5 separate regions of the Mus musculus genome follow, and all the other regions are linked to region 3. A link is a contact called in public HiChIP or PLAC-seq and promoter capture Hi-C data. All regions are on one chromosome and are shown on one strand. The core of a region is the stretch at or near the end of the contact, and the rest is flanking DNA. Distances in the headings are between cores, read along the strand shown. Region 1 holds the start of Mcl1 (myeloid cell leukemia sequence 1). Region 2 holds the start of Car14 (carbonic anhydrase 14). Region 3 holds the start of Rbm8a (RNA binding motif protein 8a). Region 4 holds the start of Otud7b (OTU domain containing 7B). Region 5 holds the start of Anp32e (acidic (leucine-rich) nuclear phosphoprotein 32 family, member E).

Region 1 (2,764 bases), core at 166-2,665, 970 kb after region 3:
GAGATACATAAATTAAATCTGAAACCGGAGAGAAACTTTGTAAAAACCCTCTAGGTGCCTTCTCCTTCACAAAATCCTGCACCCCATTTCCACTCCACGGTCCCTTTATATCACAAGACGAACTTACCCAGCCTCTTTGTTTGACAAGCCAGTCCCGTTTCGTCCTTACAAGAACATCTGTGATAGTTTCTGCTAATGGTTCGATGAAGCTTTCTTGGTTTACGCTCTTTAAGTGTTTGGCCACAAAGGCACCGAAAGAAATAAGAGTCACAATCCTGCCCCAGTTTGTTACGCCATCTTTGAAAACATGGACCATTACTCGAGAAAAAGATTTAACATCGCCTTCGTTTTTAATGTCCAGTTTCCGGAGCATGCCTGAGAAGAAAAGCAAGAAACCTCATGGCCTCCTTTGTCTGCAGCGGGGCACTACCCTTCTGCCCACCCACGACGAGGGGACCGTGCTCTCCCGGCTCTAGAGCAGTCAGGCAGACCCCACGCCGACAGTGACATCCCACCCTTTCCGGTCTTTGAACCCAACAGCCAGATGGGCGGAAACAATGACTCACAGCCAGAAAATTCTGGTTGCAGAGCCAGGCTCCGGCTCTTCCCTCTTCCCGCACGGCCCGGCCCGGCCCGGGCGCCGCTTACCCTGGAAGGCCGTCTCGTGGTTGCGCTGCACGCCGTCGCCCACGCGCCGCAGGGTCTCCAGCGCTCTCCGGCCCGCCGCGCCCGCCTCGCCCAGAGGCTTCGAGTCCTTGGAGCCGGTCGCCTGCTCCCGCAAGTAGCGCGAGATGATCTCCAGCGACTGGCGGTATAGGTCGTCCTCTTCCTCCTCGGGCGGCGGCGGCGTGGAGGGCAGAGAGCCGTCGGCCCCGGAGCTCTTGGCCGCCTCGCTCACGCGCTCCAGGAGGGGCAGCACGGCCGGGCGCTTGCCGATGGCCTCCGGCTCGCAGCCGTCCAGTTCCTCCTCCGGAGACACGATGGCGGCGGCGGCCGACGCGGCCATCTCCTCGGGCGGCACGGCGAGGAGGCCGGGCGACTTATGCAGCCGCCTTTCGGCCGACGCGGTGACGTCGGGGTCCTCGGCGCCCACGGGCGGCGGCCGGGCGACCACCCGCGCGCCGGGCAGCAGGGCGGCCTCCCCTCCCCCCTCGCGCCGCGCCTTGGCCTCCTCGGCCACCAGGCGCGCCCCTGCCGGAGAACCGCCGCCCGCGCCGAGGCTGGCGCCGCCGCAGTACAGGTTCAAGCCGATGACCGCGTTTCTCCGCAGGCCAAACATGGTCGGACGCCGCAGGCTGAGGGGAAGGAGCGGGGAAGGCCGCGACTCCAGACCGGAGGCAGGCGGAAGTCAGGAGTGAGGAAGGCCGTTCCCTGCCGCCGCCTTAGGGCCGTGCTGACGCAGGCGAGGACTTCCCGTAAAAGGGGAAAGGGGCGGGCGTTTCCGGAGGGCTGGCCCGGCCACTCCGCGCCTCTTCCGGCCGGAGCGCTCTCGCGGCTTCCGCGGCTACGGTTGGCGGAGCGCGGTACCTGGCCTTGGCTCGCGGACGGATTGTGCTTTTTTGTCCGGTACAACTCTCAGCCCGGCTGGCCAAGTGCTTGGCTTCCCGGGGAATGGTTCCTGCTCGGGAACGCCTGCTGATCTGTGTCGGTTTTTGAATTTCAAGCTGCCCTGGAACTCTGCATAGCCCAGGCTGGTCCTAACGTTAGGCAGTCCTGCCTTAGCCTTTCTCGTTGCACTACCTGCTGTGTTTTTATAACATACCAGTCTTAAACACTTTTTTGTTTGTGTGTATTTGTGGTTGTGTGCCTGCCTCCAGGTGGGTGCTGGGAGTTAAACCCTGGAAGAGCAAACCAGGGAGGGCATCTCCAGTCTCATACACAAAGGAATATTAACCATTGATTTGCTTAAAAGTTAGGGGGAGTCCTGCTCTGTCATTTTTCTACTGTGAGCCCTCACTCCCTGTGTTCCAAAATGACTTTCCGTTCCGGTTTTTTTTGTTTTTTGTTTTTTGTTTTTGTTTTTTTGTTTTTCGAGACAGGGTTTCTCTGTGTAGCCCTGGCTGCACTGGAACTCACTCTGTAGATCAGGCTGGCCTCAAACTCAGAAATCCTCCTGCCTCTGCCTCCCGAGTGCTGGAATTAAAGGCGTGCCCCACACTGCCTGGCCAAAATGACTTTTCATGGACAGCTATTAAGGGGTTATTTATGTGGAGCCTGTGAAAGATTCAACTGGTGAAAGGCTCCTGAAACCCAGCCCTAAAGACCTGAGTTCAATACACAGAACCCACCTAACAATGAAGGAGTGAGACCACTTTCCAGAGTTGACCTCTGGCTGCCAGAAGAGCCTAGCTCCCTACCCTATCCCCAAACAGTAAAAGTCTAAAATATGAGCCATTTATGGTGGCTAGGCCTATAGCTCAATTGGCAGAAGAGCTTGCCCAGGCCTGGGGAGGCAGAGGCAAGAGACTCAATTTAAAACTCATTTTTGGCTACATGATGAGCCTGCTGTCTAAAATGAACAAAGGATGGTTACGGGAGTAACTCAGTTGGTAGAGAATTTGCCTACCCTTGTAGAAGTCCTGGGTTGATCCCCAGCACCATATAAAACGGTGAAGATCTTTGGTGGACTGGTTAGACTTAATATCAACTTGACACAAGCTGGAATTCCATGGACTGGCGGTCCTGGGTTCTGTAAGAAAACAGGCTGAGCAAGCCATGGGAAACAAGCCAGTTAGCAGCTCCTGCCCATGGCCTCTGCCTCTAG
Region 2 (2,700 bases), core at 73-2,572, 730 kb after region 3:
GTGTGTGTGTGTGTATTTTAAATATATATATATATTTTTAAAAAGTCCTTACTCTGAAGCTCAGTCGTGGGACAGAAAAGCACTCTGAGCTCCTGTCTCCGCAGGAGTGATGACCTGGCACATGCATTATTCTGTTCATTTGGCTTTTATCCCGTGCCCTTGTTTGGCTTCTGCTCCTTTGTTTTGGCTATTTATTGCTACTTGATAGGAGTAAGGAGGGCAGAAAGACCTCACAGAGGTTATGGAGGAGAGATTTCACCATCTAGCTTGAAATTATCTGTGGTCTTCACACTCACTAATGAGGGACTTAGGATGTACATTCCGATCGGGATTTCTAGTCCCGTGGGGGAGCGCACACCAGCCACATTCCTGAGACGCCACGCAGCCTCCATGCTCCACTAGCAAACTCAGTTCCACCACAGCAAGTTTCACTTGATCCCACAGGACCTGCCTGGACCCTTTGTTGGGTGGGCGGGAAGCCCCTGGACCCCTCACCCACCTGGTCACATGGCCTTTCTATGGCCCCTCCCCTCTCTTTCTTTGGAGTCCGCCTTTTTCTCATGGTGACAGTAATTGTTTCTACAGTCACCCATCACTCCTCCTGCCCGGCCTCTCTGCTAGGGGTCAGTGTCCTCTTCAGTGACAAAAGGCGCCCTAGATCTGGGCTCCCTGGGGAGGGAGGTGGCTGGATCTGGTAGTTAGAATGCTGTCTCTCCCTGGTGCTGCGACAACCCCTCCCCCGCTGTGCACACAAATGGGCTTTATCCGGCAAACAAAACCGCACCCCCACCCCAGGCTACACAGGCACGTGGACCTAAGCCTCACCAAGGGAAGGGGGTGGTGACAGGCGCCAGAGAAAGACGAGGCAGAAGACAAATATTCTCCTCGCCCCACTTCTTGCTCTCCACAATCCAGATTTTAAAGTTTGACTTTCCACTCCCCACCTGCTCCCTGAGCCTCCAACTTCTGTTCTCCTATCTCCCGAATCTGAATTCTTTCTGGTTCCAACCAGCTCAACTTCTCTTGGTTTCAGAAACAGGTTCCCCACCAGCAGTCCCATACCACCCAGGGATGTGCTCCTCAGGCAGGGGAATGAGAACACGGTGTCCTGGGAGGGAGAGGTGCGAAACCCCCCTTCCCTGACCGAGAGTTCCAGGGGACACCCGTACGAGCGGCAGTGTAAATAGCAAAGGAAGAGCTCACTCCAGGGTCCTGAGCCAAGGCCAGGGCGCTGGGCTCTGCTGGGCCATCCTGCATGCCTAATCCGCTATTTAAGGAGCTGCTCGGCTGCAGCCCAGGCACCACCCCCCTCCTCACGTACACCGGTTTCGAGCCACCTTAAAAGCGGGAGGCAACTGTGAAGTTGCTGGCCAGTAAGTGGTGTGGAGATTACGAAGGGACATACGGAGAGGGCAGAGAGAGGAAGAGAGAGAAAGTGAGAGAGGAAGAAATTTATCCTGGGATCCAGAAGTTCGTGTTAACCTGTGGAAAATCAAGTCCCTGGAAGTCTGCAGAGACAGAGACAAGAAGAAAAGAGATAGAACGCCAGAAACTCCTCTCTCTCCCTCCCTCTCCACCTCTCTCTTCTAAACCCCAAATTCCTGGTCCCTTGTACCCCATTGTGGGGATAATATGTTGTTCTTCGCTCTCCTGTTAAAGGTGACTTGGATCCTGGCTGCAGATGGGGGTAGGTACAACTGGGTCTGTGCTAATGTCCACCCGTAGCCATGTGTACTTATGTGGGGGAGGAGAGGTTTCAGAAAGGGAAGCCTAGGGGCTGGGGGGTAGGGGGGGGAGGCATGGGGTGGGAGAAAGACTATGGAGGAGATCCTTCCATTCTTTTCCTTTTCCTCTCTAACCCAGCGATTACTGCTATCTCTGCGACAGGGAGAGCTAGCCAGAGGCCAGTGTGTGAATGCTCAGGAGTGTAGGACACTCGGCCAGCTACAGTTCTCCAGTCCACTCTTTCCCCACTGCCCTAGTCCCGGGCAGCCCTCCTGCCCGTCTTTGTTTACGCACTCTGCTGGTTAGGGAGAGCAGGGGTGAGAAGGGACACGTGCTGCAGTCCTGCCCGACTCAGACCCCGACCCTCTGCTGATCAAAGGATAACTCCATTACCTGCCAAGGGGCAGGGGCAGCTGGTCCATTTCCCTGAAAGGAACACGACTAAACGTTTGCTCAGCTCTTTATAGTGTACAAAGGGCTTTCAGGATTAGGAGAGAGGTGGGGAGACGTTGGAGAAAACAAGCTAAGTTGTTTCTGGAACGCCTGAAGGATTCCCACAACTTTTTTTGTTGTTATTGCTTATTTTTATTTACTTTTTTTTTTGAGACAAGGTTTCACGTGGCCAGACCTATCTCAAACTCACTCTGTAGCTGAGGTTAGACCTGCTTGGCTCTGCCTCCCCATGCCTGGTTTCTACACCCTGTTTTTGTGCTTCTCAGGCCCCATTCTGTATCCAGCACATAGTAGGTGAGGGATTAAAGTTTATTGGAAGGACGAGGTGGGGGGGGGGATTATCTAGAAAGCGAGAGGAAGATGGGACCAAGGGATCCAAAAGAAAATGAGGAGTCACAAATCTCTTCTGAGAAGAAACAATTTGGAAAGAGGAAAAAAGAGGCATTAGAATCAGCTCAGAGCATTTCACAGGAAGGGCAGGGCACCTTCACAACAGCCAGAGAACTCTAGTTGTTGGAGTAT
Region 3 (2,700 bases), core at 99-2,598:
ACAAACAACAAAAAGTATCAGAATTTTACTTCACCAACCAAGTACTCTTTTCCTTAAACCAGAAATGCATAGTTACAAGAAAAATTTCGCAGCTATACACCACATATCCCCATTATATACACAAACATGCTCATTCTGTTTCTGTCTCTTTCATGTGGGTAACAAAATCAATTTCCAATGTCATTTCACTTCCTACCTGTGCTTGATCAACTCACAAAAACAACATAATCAATGTATCTAAGAGTTGTAAGTGAGGGAAGCAAGAAAATCTACCTTCAAGTATCCCGTGCGCCTGTCCAAATTAAGGTGAATATTTTTTATTTCCCCATATTCAGCGAATTTGTCATGGATATCTTCTTCAGTGGCTTCTTCGTGGACTCCAGTGACAAAGAGAATCCAACCTTCAACAGCTGTTGGGTAGGGAAAGTGTTGTATGAACATGTAAGCTAAAAAGCCCAGTATTCAGGAGGCAGAGGCAGGCAGATTTGTGAGTTTGAGGCCAACCTGGTCTACAAAAAGAGTTTCAGGACAGCCAGGGCTTAACAGAGAAACCCTGTATCCAAAACAACAACAACAAAAAAACCCAAAACCAAACAAACTAAAAAAGAAAAATTCTGAAAAGAACCTACAATAAGCAATTTTCTGAGACTGGTTAAACAACTCTTTACTTTGCATTTGAGTGCCAGTGCACACAGACTCCCCATAGGTCCTATTTACTTACAGCGCTGTGGTCCAGGTTCATCGCCGTCCTGCTCCACACTGTCGTAATCCTCCCGCATCCGCGCTCGGGACCCCTCTTCTAAAAGAATTCATACCAGATCACCGAAAACTGTCCTCCAAATGTGTCCCCCTCACACTCCCAAATTCGCGGGCTTCTGCCTCTTAGACCACTCTACCCTATTCCCCACACTCACCGGAGCCAAAGCCGCGGCCCTTCCGTTTCTTTGCTTTTTCTTTTAGTTTGTGGATGCTTTCTAGAGTTCCAGGTGAGAAAATAAGAAGCAACAAAAATAAGAGTCATTTGAAAAAAAAAACAAAAAAAACCTGTCGCGTTTCCTAGACTATCTGGAAGCTTCGACACAGACTCCAGCTTCAGTCCCTTCCCAGTTCCGCCCCTAATTCCTTTCCCAAGGGGGAGGAGTCTATCTTTTCAGACCCAGTTCGTGGGGTGACGTCCCAGGAAAATTTCTACTGCATTCCCCTCTCGCACCTTCCCCTCTTCCCGCAGTCGCCTCCACTCTCCTCACCGTCCCCATCCTCATCCATGGCGAAATCTTCGCCCCCCGCCTCGTGAAGATCCAGCACGTCCGCCATCTTGCTTCTCTCGGCGCTTTCTGAGTCTCTAGAAGCTAAGCACCTCGGGAAGCTGTCGCAGAAGAAAAACGTCACGAGTTAGGCTGACCAATTAAAGGTTGCCTCCAAGTCCCGCCCTCGGCGCGGTGAAAATTCGCCAATGTAGGCGGCCCCACTATGAAGCGCTAGAAACGTCCAGCACTCTGGGACCCCGATGGAGCTCTGCGAGTATGAGGCCGTAGGCTACATGGTTTGTGATTGTGTTTTGTTTTCTTTTCTTTTGAGGCAGGGTCTCTCTATATAGCCCTAGCTGGGCTCGAAGTTACAGATATCCAACTATATTCCCCTTCCACATGCTGCTGGGATTAAAAGCCTGTGCTACCACGCCGGGCTCCAAGGCTACAGAATGAGACCCTTTCTCAAAAACATAAAAAGTAAAATAAAGTGGTTTCGGAAGTTCTACAGCCAAGTTGATCAGGTAGATTGAAGGTCCGGAGCGCAGCCGCGTTGGGGCAAATTTAAAGGGTGAGTGAAGTCAGTGACTTTCTCATAAAACTTTCAACTAGCAAGAAATCCTTTGATACATATCTACATATATGGGTTTATTGAAATGACTTACGGGCTGCAGTCCAGCTAATTGGAGAATAACTAGATGTGTCCAGAAAGTCGAAGAATCTAGTATTTGCTTAGTTCCACAAGGCTGGATGTCTCAGCTGGTCTAGAATCCAGAAAAAGTAGGCTCCAGTGCCGGTGAAGAAACGGACTTATGAGCAAGGCAAAGTGCAAAAGTTTCCTTCATCCATGTTTTTATATAGGCTTCAGCAAAAGGTGTGGCCCAGGTTAAAGGTGTGCCTGCCCGCTTTAATCCCAGCACTTGGGAGGCAGAGGCAGGCAGCTTTCTGAGTTCGAGGTCAGCCTGGTCTACAGAGTGAGTTCCAGGACAGCCAGGGCTACACAGAGAAACCCTGTCTCCAAAAACAAAAACAAAACAAACAAACAAAAGATTAAAGAAAAGCCTGTGTCTTCCTGCCTCTAGATGTAGCTCAGAGGTGTTCTTTCCTACCTAAAGTCTGGACTAGAAGTGGATCTACCCACTCCACCAAACAGAAAATCACAGGTGTGCCCCTCATTTCTGGATTTGTAGTTCATTCCAGAGAGAGTAAGCCTGACAACTGAGAAGAACCATCTCAGGTGTTTTTGTTTTTGTTTTTTTTCTTTTCAATACAGGGTTTCTCTGTGTAGCTCTGGGTGTCCTGGAACTCACTCTGTATTTCGAGGCTGTCCTCGATCTCAGAAATCCGCCTGTCTCTGCCTCCCAAGTGCTGGGATTAAAGGCATGTGCCACCACTTCCCCGCTCAGGTGGTTTTTTTTGTTTGTTTATTTTTTATTTATTTGAGTACACTGTA
Region 4 (2,700 bases), core at 4-2,503, 530 kb after region 3:
TCACAAAAAGATAAAGAAAGCCAAAGTCAAAGCGGGTTAGCGATTGGCTTTGCAGTCATGAAAATTCCCTAAGGGGAAAAAAAAATTTGGGGGAGGGGGAATAACCTCTTAGATCAAATCTCACCAGTTCGCTTCTCTCAACTTCCCCATTTTTACATGTGTCTTGTGCCCAGAAAAGACACCTATGTTAGACTGACACTCTATCACCAGAGAAGAGAGACAGACTCTGAGGGCTGGTCCTTGTGAGCCGACAGGCTAAAAATACGCCGGCCCAGTAAACAAATCCCATTCCATCTCAACAGGAGCCACACCGTTAACCTAGTAATTATGAGAAGAGTGCGATCACACAGCCCCCAGCTTACTCATCATCAGCTTCTAAAGTTTCCATCAGCGCACAGAAACTTTTTTTTTCTGAAGTCCATAAGCCTGCCCTAGAATTTCTACACCTACACTCACCACAGTCTCTCTCTCCTCTCTCCTCTCTCCCCTCTCCCTCTCTCTCTCCTCCCTCCCTACCCCCCTTCCTCCATTACTGGACGCACCTCAGTTTGGCTATCGTTAAGAACAAACTTGGCTTTTCTTTTTTACTTTTATAGTGACTTTAAAAGAACTTTATCCTACTTGGGGGGGGGGGGCTGCATCTAGACCACCCTAAAACTCCGCCATCCGTCTCCCAAAGTCTAGCTGACAAGAGGGGACTATCCAAACTGCCCAGCACAGCTGGGGAAGGGACAGGAACCGCCGGCCAGGGCTGAGAGCGCAGGACGCAGGTGAAAGATTGGCGTGAAGGAGGAAGGTGGGGACCAAGCAGAGAGCGGGTGCTCAGGGGGAGATGGCTTCAGGTGAAGTCTCGTCAGAGAGAGTGAGCAGTGGAGCTCGACGACGCAGAGTTGGGGCGCTGGAGAGGCGGGAGGAGCGGGGAGGAGATGGGGAGGGTGTCAGGGCTGGGGTCTCCGTTACCCTCGCGACTCTCGGGGCAAGGCTCTAGGCCGGGGCGGAGCGCGGGGCCCGGCCGCCTCGCCTCATTCCTCGGCAGTGACCCCGGGGTCCAAGCGGCCCCTCCCCCGACGACGATGGAGGCGGAGGCGGACACTGCGACCGCGGCTGTTGCTCTCCACAGGAGATAGAGCTGGAGCCAAGCCGGGACTGACCGGAGCTGGCCTCTTCCCAATGGCTTTCCGCCGGCTCCTCCACACCGGGTCGCCACTCCGACTCCAGCGGCTGGTTCAGGATCGGTGGCTTTCGGCCGTCCGGCCGGAAACAAGCGCCCGTTTCCGGCCGGAGCGGGTTGGCGGTGACACCCTAGCCGCCCCCGGGCCTCCTCCCGCCCGGCGCGGCCGGCCCCGCCCCGTCCCGCCCCGCCCCTCCCCGCAGCAGCCCCGCCCTCGGGACCGCTTTGGGGCTGTGGCCGGTTTGGCGCTTGCCCGGCGCGTGACCCCGCGCGTTTTTGGCTCGCGTCCCCGAGCCCCCGGGCGGAGGCACTTTTGAGCGGGAGCTGGGAGCTCGGCATGGACTGTTAAGACTTTGGGGTCGCATCAGTTGGCGCCAGCCCTAAGGGAAGAAATGGAGACTGGCGGAGTAGCTTTCGAAAGGTGAGAAGGATAAAAATACTTGAGAAGGTTGAAATTCTAGTTACTCCACGCAATCCTGGACCAACCAGACTGAATTGAACATCGCTTCTTACAAACCAGCCCCACCCAGCTATGCATTCCCCTTGTTCCTTCACTCTTGACGTGAACGTACCCTTTGCTATATTCACTTGCATAACAATACTCCCTTAGTAACATCCCTGCCACAGTCAGTTTTTTAGTTAATGTTGTAAAAACACATTGTCAATGTGTTTTTACAACATTACAGCATAACTCAATGCCTTTACTTATTGAAGCCCTACTGTTGTAAAAGCACTGTATTCTGGAAGACTGGAAATAGAAAACGCAACAAGACATAAATCCCAAGCATCAGCAATCTAACAATTTAGTATTAATAGAATTCACTGAAATATTTTATATAAAGCAAAACAAACATATATGTCACGGAGGTTACAATGAGCTGTGCCTAGGAGCACACAAACAAGCCATCTCAGCCTTTCATGTTTGTAAAGGAATATGGACTGCTTCCAGAAGAACTACTTTATTGAAAACACAAAAATGGGCCCAGCTTATGCTATACTCTAACCAAATGAATCCTAAAATTTAACTCAGATCTCTAGAATCCACACATTCAAGGCAGTGTTTATTATCAAAATTATGTTCACTGGGTTTATGTAAAAGCATAATGCAGTTGGCTCTTCATTTTCCTCAGTATTCGCTGAGAATTTTGGTTTCTAATGGGGAAGGATAGAGCACAGAATTATCCAGACTAGGAACTGACACCTGAAACAGGAAACCCACTGGAAAAATACCCTTAAGTTTAGAGTTGAAAGTTTAGGGCTGAACCTAAGGCCACGTATACATGTCTCAGCCAAGCAAAGTAGCTGGTGCCTTTGGAAGATACCACAACTTACAATGCAACTTAGCAAGCCAGAGCTTAGAAGATCCAGGGAGTACCGATTGCAACTACTATTTTGTGACAAATTTGAGAAGAGGGTAGGATTTGGTCTCACTGAATTCCGTAGATCATACTAGCCCCTGCTGGCTAAGTCTGATGTGGGAAGGCAGAACTCTGCAAAACTGAGAGCTGCTTTCACACTCATCGATTAAC
Region 5 (2,714 bases), core at 58-2,557, 700 kb after region 3:
CTAGAAAACTTCCATTGCTCCCAGAGATAACCCTCACAGCAACAATGTTTCCACCACCTCTCTCTCGCCTCCAGTCACCAAAACCCGCAAAGGAACCACGAAAATCAGCAGGGCTCAGGGACCGTTGGCTCTGCATGATAACTGTGGAGGCCCGGCAGATGCCCGCCTTTGAGCGGGCGTCAAGGGACCACGGCGGCGCGGACCCCTTGTCCCTCGATTTCACGCCGCGGCCGCGAATCAGCGAGCCTGGTCCCCGCCCGCCGCGGCCAATCTCCAGACCCGCGGACCTGGCGTAAACCGCTAGGGAATCCGACGGCGGGGAGTCGGGGCGACGCCTCCCGGGCCCCCTTCAAGACTCGGGACTCTTCCCTACGACCGCACTGAGCGCAGCGAGGCTCGCACAAGCCTCCAGCTTGCGTAAAAGTCCGCGCGCCACGCGGATCGCGGCCCGCGCCGTCGGGTCCCGGGATTCCGCTGCGGCCCCGGCCGCGGCGCGTGCTGCCCGCGAGCGGGCACGGTCGGAGGGAGCGTGGGGCACAGATCGGCGCGAGTCCCACACCCGGGGCCGCGGCCGGCCGAGTGGCGGCGCCGCGGGAAAGTTACACCAACTTCGCAGGTGGCGAGGACCCGGGGGTCGCGCCCACGCCGCCCGCGCCCGCGATGCCGGGCCACCAGTCTGCGAGGACGCCATGGGGCTGAGCCCCCGCGCGCTCACGAAAATGCCCCTAGAAACTTAAGCCCTTCGCCATTTTAAGCACAAGAGCCTGGTGATTTAAAACTTAAAATAAACACCCCGCCTCCACCCCAAGTGGGGGCGCGCTTCCCAGCCCGCCCTGCGCACCCACCCGGACCCCCGAAGCCCACCCCTCACGATCCAGGGCGGGAGGGGACTATGGGGGCTGAGTCATCTCACCTCCTCCGGGGCTCTGTTCTTCAACTCCATGTTAATCTTCTTCTTCATCTCCATGTCCTCCTCCTTTCCCCTCGCCTGCCCTCCCCACTATCCCCAACCCTAAAAAAACCTCTAAAGGTCTGGAGATGAATGAAAAGAGACGCAAAGACGAACGCCCACTACCACACGGGTGTGGGAGAGAAAGAAAAGAATAGCAAATGGAGTCCGACGACTTGGGACTAACTCGGCTGCCCCCACCTCCGAGTCCACACACCCGCGCGCGCACACTCGGGCACGCACACACTTTCACACAGAGAGAGTGAGGGAGAGAGACACGCGCGCGCCCGCAGTTCCTTCCCCTTCAATGGCTGCTGCGAGACTGAGCCTCCATGACACGGCACCGCCAACCCCCCCTAGCCTACACTCCACCCACCTCCCAACGGGATTGGTCGAGTCCTTAGCGTCACACGACTCCATTGGGCTAGAGGGTTGTCCATTTGTCTTTAGGGGGGACCTGGACCAGAAACTCAGTGTCTATTGGCTCTGACTAGGCGCGCAGTTAATTCCGATAGGTTCGGGAGGATGTACGTCCCGGAGAAATGATTTTGAATCCCAGTCGCCCCCCTCCTTTTCTTTGTGTGATTGGCGCGCTTTCCCCTTGGTAGTAGGACGGTTTGGGTGTCTGTTGGGTTTGTTTTTGTTTGTTTGGGGTTTTTCTGGCTTCAGGGTTAAAAGGAAGGGAAAAGGCGTCGTTGGCATCCCCAAGTTGTAAGTGGGTCATGCAACACACTGCACCCAGAGCTTTCGGTGGTCTTAAAGCACAAGCCTTCTGCTCTGCGGCTAAAGTGTAAGCAGGGGCGCGAGCGCGAACAGCGTGTTGGTGACACCTCCCCGTCCCGAACTGCTTGTAGAACCAGAGCGTGATAAAGAAGGTATTTTAACTTCCAACATAAAGGGGGGAACGGCTCTGAAAGCAGAGTTGAGTTTAGCACGTTGAGTCAGAAGCCTTTAAATAAAACTGTCCAGGAGGAGTTGATACTGAGGTCATTTGTCACTGCTAAAAAGTTGGAATATTAGAGCCAGCCGCGGTGGCACACGCCTTTAATCCCAGCACTGGAAGGCAGAGTCAGGCAGATCTCTGAATTCGAGGCCAACCTGGTCTACAGAGCGAGTTCCAGGATTACACAGAAAGGGGGGTGGGGTGGGGAGAGACTGTTTCCAAAAGACAGAAAAACAAACAAACAAAATTGACACCTTAGAGGAAAAATAACACAGGCCTAAAGAAACACAATTATCAGAAACTGTCCAGCAAGGCCTCTCCTTTCCTACAGGAATCTACTTAAAATGTTCTTTTAAGTGTGAGGGGATGGAGAGGCAATGACCTCTAGCAGAGGTTCCACCCTGGTTCGATTTCTAGCACCCATATAGTGGCTCATAATCACCCATAACTACAATGCCAGGAAATTCAGAGGCATCCTCCGGACTCCACAGGCCACAGGCACAGATGCATTGTGTGTGCGTACGTGCAGGCAAAACACACGGATATGCAAAAACAAAATAAGTAAATTAAAAACAAAACCAAAACTTTTTTTTTCTGTTTAATGTTCCTGAAAGATCCAACATTCCTTTAATCATAGCCCTCAGAAGGGAGAGAGGGGCAGATCCACAGTCATCTACTAAGTAAATCCAAGGCCAGCCTCTGTCACAAAATAACAATAACAACAGAAACTATGTAATTATTTCTTTTAGATTCCTTTTTCTCTGCTTCTTAGTTGCCATGTGTTGCAATTCCTTCTGTGATAAACTATACCAAGATCTGTGA

The links. Promoter capture Hi-C pulls out the DNA fragments that hold promoters and counts their contacts. HiChIP or PLAC-seq counts read pairs in DNA pulled down with a chosen protein or histone mark.
Region 1: a promoter capture Hi-C map of liver shows a contact between it and region 3, with 4 times the contacts expected there. The contact joins the promoter of Mcl1 here to the promoter of Rbm8a in region 3. A contact is called at or near these places in 2 of 39 promoter capture datasets (both in liver) and 1 of 115 datasets of contacts at active chromatin or transcription factors (pancreatic cancer cells).
Region 2: a FOXA1 HiChIP or PLAC-seq map of pancreatic cancer cells shows a contact between it and region 3. The contact joins the promoter of Car14 here to the promoter of Rbm8a in region 3. A contact is called at or near these places in 1 of 39 promoter capture datasets (pre-B cells), 1 of 115 datasets of contacts at active chromatin or transcription factors (pancreatic cancer cells) and 1 of 9 other capture datasets (pancreatic islet).
Region 4: a promoter capture Hi-C map of pre-B cells shows a contact between it and region 3, with 6 times the contacts expected there. The contact joins the promoter of Otud7b here to the promoter of Rbm8a in region 3. A contact is called at or near these places in 1 of 39 promoter capture datasets (pre-B cells), 1 of 484 Hi-C or Micro-C datasets (B cells), 2 of 115 datasets of contacts at active chromatin or transcription factors (memory CD8 T cells and pancreatic cancer cells) and 1 of 9 other capture datasets (pancreatic islet).
Region 5: a promoter capture Hi-C map of liver shows a contact between it and region 3, with 7 times the contacts expected there. The contact joins the promoter of Anp32e here to the promoter of Rbm8a in region 3. A contact is called at or near these places in 2 of 39 promoter capture datasets (both in liver) and 1 of 115 datasets of contacts at active chromatin or transcription factors (neural tube).

Annotation. Positions count from the first base shown.
Region 1 is chr3:95,657,372-95,660,135 of GRCm38.p6, reverse strand. Mcl1 (myeloid cell leukemia sequence 1) reads right to left here and starts at 1,415. Exons shown (of 3, transcript NM_008562.3): 1 at 649-1,415; 2 at 128-375. The coding sequence starts at 1,279.
Region 2 is chr3:95,903,307-95,906,006 of GRCm38.p6, reverse strand. It overlaps Car14 (carbonic anhydrase 14), which reads left to right and starts at 1,322. Exons shown (of 11, transcript NM_011797.3): 1 at 1,322-1,687. The coding sequence starts at 1,633.
Region 3 is chr3:96,628,576-96,631,275 of GRCm38.p6, reverse strand. Rbm8a (RNA binding motif protein 8a) reads right to left here and starts at 1,348. Exons shown (of 6, transcript NM_001102407.1): 1 at 1,248-1,348; 2 at 915-974; 3 at 722-799; 4 at 274-410. The coding sequence starts at 1,314. It also overlaps the pseudogene 6330549D23Rik.
Region 4 is chr3:96,103,080-96,105,779 of GRCm38.p6, reverse strand. Otud7b (OTU domain containing 7B) reads right to left here and starts at 1,253. Exons shown (of 12, transcript NM_001025614.1): 1 at 961-1,253. Gm30044 (a long non-coding RNA gene) reads left to right here and starts at 1,424. Exons shown (of 2, transcript XR_375856.2): 1 at 1,424-1,592.
Region 5 is chr3:95,927,850-95,930,563 of GRCm38.p6, reverse strand. Anp32e (acidic (leucine-rich) nuclear phosphoprotein 32 family, member E) reads right to left here and starts at 1,307. Exons shown (of 7, transcript NM_023210.4): 1 at 914-1,307. The coding sequence starts at 967. Gm46815 (a long non-coding RNA gene) reads left to right here and starts at 1,539. Exons shown (of 3, transcript XR_001783926.1): 1 at 1,539-1,824.